Regions from separate parts of the Gasterosteus aculeatus genome. Here region 1 is linked to region 2. Evidence: chromatin contacts called from public Hi-C data. All regions are on one chromosome and are shown on one strand. Each heading gives the region's core, a stretch centred on a gene start, on an enhancer-like site or on the middle of the called end of the contact. The rest is flanking DNA. Distances are from core to core; before and after follow the strand shown. Region 1 overlaps znfx1 (zinc finger, NFX1-type containing 1). Region 2 overlaps LOC144389000 (a long non-coding RNA gene).

Evidence for each region. A called contact is a pair of places that touch in the nucleus more often than the background predicts.
Region 1: a contact with region 2 is called in a Hi-C map of skeletal muscle, with 5 times the contacts expected there. The contact joins two enhancer-like sites. A contact is called at or near these places in 4 of 6 Hi-C or Micro-C datasets (liver, skeletal muscle and tail fin).

Annotation. Positions count from the first base shown.
Region 1 is chr17:5,390,552-5,394,263 of fGasAcu3.hap1.1, forward strand. It overlaps znfx1 (zinc finger, NFX1-type containing 1), which reads right to left. Exons shown (of 19, transcript XM_040203185.2): 7 at 3,315-3,421; 8 at 2,496-2,734; 9 at 2,230-2,361; 10 at 1,867-2,015; 11 at 1,428-1,568; 12 at 1,208-1,325; 13 at 209-426. Among protein-coding and RNA genes, the nearest start is that of tbc1d20, 6.4 kb to the right of the region's middle. Within about 2 kb of position 1,645, at least 1 of the 9 cell types and tissues checked has open chromatin away from gene starts, as enhancers often do.
Region 2 is chr17:5,135,693-5,139,714 of fGasAcu3.hap1.1, forward strand. It overlaps LOC144389000 (a long non-coding RNA gene), which reads left to right. Exons shown (of 3, transcript XR_013453317.1): 2 at 1-611; 3 at 1,445-2,623. Among protein-coding and RNA genes, the nearest start is that of LOC144389000, 16 kb to the left of the region's middle. Within about 2 kb of position 1,974, at least 2 of the 9 cell types and tissues checked have open chromatin away from gene starts, as enhancers often do.

The DNA of each region.
Region 1 (3,712 bases), core at 395-2,894, 250 kb after region 2:
CGATGCTACAGCATCATCCAGATGAAGTGTATTCAGCCATGTTGTAATGACACCATTAGGACCGTAGTAAAGTGCAGCGCGTTTCACGGTTGCATTAGAGAACTAAATGCCTCCACAATCACATCGTCTGATTGGTCACGGATTGCAAAAATACTCATTAAACGTCAATCCCATTAAAATGTCCACATGACAAATCTCCTAATTTCACCTCCCATCCTTCGTCGCTCTGCTCGGCCTGGATTTCGTGCGCGTCCAGGTTCATAGCCAGCATCCGCTCCTCCACTGCTCTGACATCCTTCTCCTCGTCCTCGTTGCTTCTGTCGTCTCTGCCACTAACGCTGTCCTCAACAAAGCGCTCCTCCATGATCAGATCGGCTTCTTGTGGGATGGCAATGAGCTTCTCCCTCGATTCCAATTTCTCTGCAGCTTTATTCCAAAACATTGGGGTTGAAATCAGTTCGACAGCGGTTAAATCTACAATTTTTAAAGTTGCATGGAGATGAATGATAAATATAATTACTTTTAGAAAATAAAAATCTGAAATGGGTTCCGGATTGTTTATTATTGTGCAAAATCCAGCTGCGGCCATTTTACGTTTAGAATCGAATGGTCATTTTGCCATTTTCTTTTGAAGCACTTTTGAAGGTTTCATTTCAGCTGCACCAAATGCTGTCGACTGGCAATGAAACTAAAACGATAGCCGCCTGATCCGGTTACTTCACCACTTAGGCGTCCGGCGCCGATCACATCAATTTACTTTGAAGTAGGTGGACAATTAGAGAGCGAGCTTCTATTCTGATGAAGTCCCATTCTCCAATATCGCCACATATTTACCATGAATCCTATTCTTTCCCCCCCCCCCCGAGATTACATTATCCGTGAAATCCATTTGTAATGCTTTCGCAGCCATTTATATCTAATGGTTGAGAGTAAGTAAAAGGTAATGACAGTCCAGATCGTCTGTGTCTCATAGTTGACGCTGCTTTCAGTCGATGACATTTGCAACGTATCCCAAAAATTGCGAGTTTATTAAACTGTTAATTCATCCTTGTAAATGAGAGAGGTGCTATTAGGCTTTTCAATAGTTTGAAGAGAAAATGCAAAGGCCTCTTTGGAAGGAATCTTGTGTTAATTTAACTCATCCAGTCACACGGATAAGGTTTTAGTTCTTTTAGTTCAGTGAGTGCCGGTGGAATAAAAGCCTCACCTGGATGTGCATTTGCATTCTCTGTCTCCCTCTGCAGGAGGATGGTGGTATTCAAACCCAACCACTCCATGATCGGATAGTTCCTCTTCACATCCCGCGCCCATAAACCTTCCCCTTTCTGCGAAGCATTTCATAAACAGGAAGTGATGAGTTTGTGTTTGTCTTCGTCTATACGGTCTATCTAGGTTTACGTGAAATGTTTCGGGCGGATTCCCCTCACAGATCGGTGCAGACTGTTCCAGTGTCTGTGTGAGATGAATTTCTGTAAGGCGTCTTCCCGCAGGATGCCTTTCAGAGAACACTCCAGCCTGGTAACCTCATTCTGGATCCCTCTCTCCGCCTCACGCACCTGCTTGTAAACCTGATATACAGGGACAGTAGTTAGTTGGCAGCATTATAATGATATTTGATTAACTAATTATGGCGGGCGCTGCAGTGTGTGTTCAGAACCAGCGACTCGGAGAATGAGAAATACAGGATGAGCAAGGTGGCAGGGTTGTGAGTTTGTGTGTGTGTGTGTGTTGGGTTCAGCAATTGGGTTTCTCGTATCCATTATCTTTTCATTTATTCTCAACATGTTGCAATGAACGAGAGAAAAAGACGTTTGGAGCGGCTTGAAACATCGAGCTCACACTGCAGGTGACTCAGCGGCAGCTCACCTGACCGTAAGCACGACTCAGCGAAGACGGCAGCACTTGTTTGAACTTAGGGGAGCGGGACAGCTCCTTCAGATTGAAACGCTTCAGGATCTCACTGTTGCTGCGCCCTCCTACTCTCACTATTCCTTCTGGCAGAAATTTGTGAATACCTTTTGGAAGCAGAGGCCAAACAAAAAAGCTCATTGGTCTTACATTTCTGCAGGATGGATTCTTCAGTACAAGTTTGTGAAGAAAAAACCCTGGAGGCTGTGAGGCGCATTAGCAAAAGTTTCGGAAATTACAAAAATAAAAACCTCTTCTTTTTAAATCCAGAACCAATCAAAACCAACGTGCAACTCTGAACTTATTGGCATCGCTGCTTACCTTCAAGGAACTGATCCAGGGCATGGTTAGTGTAACACACTACCAGCATTGGAGCTCCGTCTCCTCCCTCTCTCCACAGAGCCTGATTGGTCAACAAAGCGCGGGCAATCTTAAGGCCAACGTAGGTTTTTCCTGAGAAAAATAGAAGACGCCGGATGCGCGTTGATGGATTTGTCGTTTAGCGACGGTGAACAGAATTACATGCACACATCGTTCACGTATCGATGTGGTCGTCATCTTCCAACAATGTCTTTTCAATGCCTCACCAGTGCCAGGAGGTCCCTGTATGATGGTCAGCTCCTTTGTGAGGGCCATACGGAGGGCTCTCATCTGAGACTCATCCAGCCCCAGCGCCTCCTTTCTTGGCCAGGTGTTCTCCGCCAGGCTGTGAAAGGGCTTCATGTTGCACTTATGCTCGGGGTCAGCAACAGACTTCAGGTCGTAAGAGTCGTTCCATCGCAGATACGCTGGGGCTAGCACATCCTTGCTGCACTCCACGATGTACCTGGACATATCATGGATCTTATCATTCCTTTTAGCATCGACTATCTGTAGGAGGAGGGTGGAGAGACTTCTCATTAATAGACACGCGGTTAATGTTTTGCCTCCAAGAGGACCATTTAAAACGTTCGGTTGAACTGCAGTTCAATAATCATGATGAAGCTCAAATGCCTTCAGCATTAGAGGGAGCCTGTGCAGCTCTCGCTGAAAAGCAGCCGCAGGTGACGGCTGCGGGTTGATGATGAATGTTAAAAACAGCGTTCCATTAGCACAAGTGGAGAACAATCACAAAAGCAATTAGACCGACGTAATAATGTTAACTACTCGAAATCTCTCCAAAGAGACATCTGCATATGAATGTATAATCAGCAGGGAACAGAAAAAAGACTTTGCCATTGCTCCTTTTCTGTGGTCTAAATAGTGTTGAACAGTCTAAAAACAGCTGAAGAGCAAAAAGAGGCGGGACGTGTTGGTGCCGTTTCAGAACTCTGTGGTTATTGTCGAAGAGATCAAATAAAAAGAACCGACTTTGAATGTTGCTGCGCAGAACATAAAACTCAAAACAAAAGAAACACTGGTTCAACCTCTGGAAGGGCAGGTTGTCCTCCTCCAGCTCCTTCAGACCATCCAGGACGTAGCGATAAGCCTCAAAGTACGCCGTGGTCTCAATCATCAGGAACGGCCGATCATTCTGCGAGAACAAAACAGGTTTCCTTTTTTTTCTGTACATACGTTTTATTTGAATGCATAAATCTCTGCTTCCCTCCAGCTATCTTGCACGTTAGCGAGTTAACAGCCTCTGTGAGGTTTTGCGTGACCTCATTTTGGAGGATGTAGCTTGTGGTATAGTTTGGCTCACCCCTCGTATTCGAGTTACGGCTGAACTTATTAAAAACGCCGCTGCCTTTTAGCTAAATAAAACCTAATCATTTGGAAAATCGTTTCATTTGCAGATTTTGGAGATTTAAGTGGGTGAAATTGG
Region 2 (4,022 bases), core at 724-3,223:
GAGCTTGGTTTGGTTGTTACTGGATGGTTTCAAGAAAGACAATTTCCACAAGTAATATATTTTTTTAAATAACATATATACAAATAATATAATTGTGGTGGAGGGGCGTGGTTAGCTCAGCTGCAGGGGGGAGAGCGGGGGAGTGGTTTAGGGGACGGTGCTGGTAGGTGAGGAGTAACCAGGTGTAAATGATCTGCACTGATTGTCTTCTACATAAGCAGTGAGCAGGATCCAGGTCGGGAGATCGTGAGCAGAGCAGAGCGGAGCACGAGAGCTGAGCTGAGCTGAGCGGAGCCGGACAAAACGAAACCGACCATGCCCATAGAGCGACCTCATTCCTGCTCACTGCCTTCCCCGTTTGGACAATAAAGACTGGTTACCCTCATCCTGTGTCCGTGCGTCTGTACAGAACCCGTCGGTGGTAGCGCTAGCACGGCTACAATAATATATCCCCCCCAGCCCTGCCGCCCACTCACTCTTTTCACCATCTATTTCCTTTCCTGGCGGTTTGCAGGGAAAGTCCATGTTGGAACTGACTCTGGGGTCAGACGCCGCCCCTCCCCTGCCTCAGGACAACCGCATGACCTGTGACACCAGAGCTCCTCTTCTGGGTAAAGCTCATTGTCGTGTTAGCTAATTAGATATCACATGCCTGGCCACCAAACACAGTTAAATCTCCTTAGTGATACCACAGGGTCAATTATAAAATGACCTATAGTCAGAAGGAGAGACTGGTACTCTTTGAGTGCTAGAAAGATGTCGCAGATGTACTTATCACATAGTCCATTATATGGCATATAGTTTGCAACATGAGAATCCTGTTCCCTAGAATAATGTTAGTATTGCACAATTGCCTCATTGAAAGTTGTGAATATGATTCGTCAGGATATTCAAATACAACAACACGCCTTATTATTACAGGAAAATTAAGTTATGATCTAAGCACTATGCTTTGTTAGTGTTGTTATGCATAAATAGGGGTAGGGTTAACTGTCAATACTTTGTGTCCGTATACGGATGGACAGGCAATATTGAGTTGACTTTAATAAATATATACAGATGTTCACATGTTAAAACATGCCGATAAAAACAACAACACAAGAGCAGTCTAGATATGCATATTTCCGCGCATGCATGCATGCACAAACAAACACGCAAAGGAACCACACAAACGCAAACATATGCATACCTACAGCATATGAATACACAAAAAAGATGCAGGGAAAAAGAGAGCGAAGCCGCACACTGGCACGTCCCCCCAGAACCTCACTTTTCGTGCCAATGTTTGACAAATAGTTCCACCTACTAAACACATCTCTCAGCAGTTAGACTCTCACACACCATACAAGATGTAAACCGCCATGTCTGTATATAAGATGGCTGTTTTTATTGTATTTATCCCTCTCACTCCCTAGCATGCAATTCTGTGTTTTTTTTCTCCCAGAATACAGATAATTGCAGTACCATGACAATAAGCTGTATGTCCACTCCCAAAGAAACCATCTGTGAATCTCTGATGAGCGTCTCCTGTGAGGCAATGTAAAGCATTCAGAACCTTCGAGTGACATCATGATCTGCATTGGAAAAATTGTAAAGACGAGTGATAAAATACAACATCAGAGAACTATTCCCGACAATCACCATCTTACTTATTATTTTGCATACAAACGGTCAGAATAATTTATTAGGCCAACAGTTCATTCGTTCAGAACATGTGACTGGAAAAATTGGAATATGTATGAGACTGGAATTAATATACTGTCAATGGCAGCATCATCAGCAAGGTGAAGTGACAGCTATAAATAAATTAATAAAGTAAAAAAAAACTTAACCGAAAGAAAGATGCACACATCATTTTTGTCCTGTGTTTTTGAATTTGACTTTGATAGATTGGAGCGCTTTATTATGATAGGATGCAGCATGTATGTTACACAAGTACACCCTCCAGGTGAGGGCCAGATGGATCTTCCCTCTCTCTCTCTCTCGCTCCGTCTCTGTCTCTCTACCTCTCTGGCTCCAGGCTTGATTACACTCACCACATAGTGGCCCGGTTGGAGACAAAACAAAGCAAGTGGAAGTACTGAGGGCCTTAGATGGAACTATTTAATACAGTTTTTCCCTTGTGTGTGTGTGTGTGTTCCACACACAGCTCAGCCCCAACAAACACATGCAAGATGTTAGCTGTGCTGGAATAGACTGCAAACATCTTAGACTCATACACTTAATGGCCATCAGTGGCATTTTCCACAAGGCAACTGTATCTTTTTGCAATTATCATTTTTTTAAACCAATTCTTTGCTGCTGCATTTCCTCCATGTTCTCTAAATTATTAATTTCAATAATATTATTGCACAAAATGTTACAGTCTGCCAATGAGAAGATGCAGCACCTCAAAGCATCTTATAAAGCAAGGACAATGAGCTTACCCTACTGTAAAATAAGTACGTCACCAATATGGATAAATCAATTTGTAATGTTGCCAAAAAAGTGCATGTTGAAAACAATTTCACCAGCCAACCAATGTTTATCATCAAGTGTAATGATTTGTATGTAGAAATGGATAATGATGAAAATGGAAAAATCAATGACATTCATTTCGATTTAAAAATAAAAAATGTACATGAGACTGTCTCCTGTAATTGTCTCTGTTTACTGCATCTGAGCGTCCCTGCAAAATGCAGGCGGTTGAGACAGCGGTAAGCAGCGACATCCAGTGGCCGGACAGACTTGTTGTCAGAGCCGATGATTCACGCCTACTCGTCAAATGCTCCGATTATTCCCTTTTTTCCTGCTCCACCAGATTCACATTTGGAACTGTAATGCAAATAAAAAAGATTCTCCCACCGGGCACACACGTCCCTCTCACCCAGTTTGGATGAGCACGTTACGGCAGACGTACAGTGGGATTCATTTATCAGCTGGTTCAATCGATTAAAAAAGGAGGGGGGCCTAATGTTGGCCTTCATGTTCTGATGATGAGGATGAGCATAGTGATGATGATGACCAAAACGTCAAGACCAGGACACATGTGATAATGATGGTTGACCACTTGAGGGCAGCATGGTAACGTTGTTTACCGTCAAAAGACGCTTTTCCATGACTTTGTAAAGCAGAAACCACAATGATAATCATTCCACGTTGGCGGACGACAACCACGAAATAAAATGCACAAAACTCTTAAAAGGTTGTGATATACTTTGGTATTTACTGTGCAGTACAGTTTGTATCAGAGGGGAAAATGTAGTTATATAGCAACACCCCCCCTCCACACACACACACACACAGCAGTAGCTACTTTGAACTCTCAAAAGAACCACGCATTGAAAGGTCCTAATTAAAGCAAACTTTAGAATGGTCAGGACAAATATTTCTATGGCCATTTTGTTGCGGCCCTTTTTCATTACATCAAAGCACCGACACCTGCACCCAGATGGAGCTTTATTTACCATCTGTGAGAGTAAAGTGTAAAAAGATGATCGATATCAGTGGCTACCACACTCCCCTGCCTCCAGATGGCACAAGCCTTGAGTTCTCCGAAGACGGTTGTCTGGAGTCCAATCCTTCACTTCCAAATGCCTTGGTGAGTTTATTACGCTTCACCTTCAGTACTCTTGTGAAAACGGGAGGGGCGGTTGTGGGTATTTGGGAGCCTCTTCGGGGTTGAGAAAACATATTACTAGCCTACATTCCACAGCCTATATTTGGCAACGTGTGAAGTGTACTTCTGAAGTTTAGAGAACATGGTTTTCAGATGGCGTGCGACGTATGTCGCCATCTGTACGACAGCTGAGGAGGTGTAATGGTGTGATGTTTGGCTGGGACTCACATGCACGTTGATCATGAAGCCGTTGGTGAACTGTACTTTTTCTTAAATTTTCCAATTGTTAGGAAAGTGGTAGGACTTGTAAAGTCACACGTTTCCGTTGGTTACCTGGACCACGAGTAATGATGCGGCACCGTCTATGAGTGCATTTGTGGAGTGCATCCATGATATTATGTGTGTGTCCTTTCAACCCTCCGGT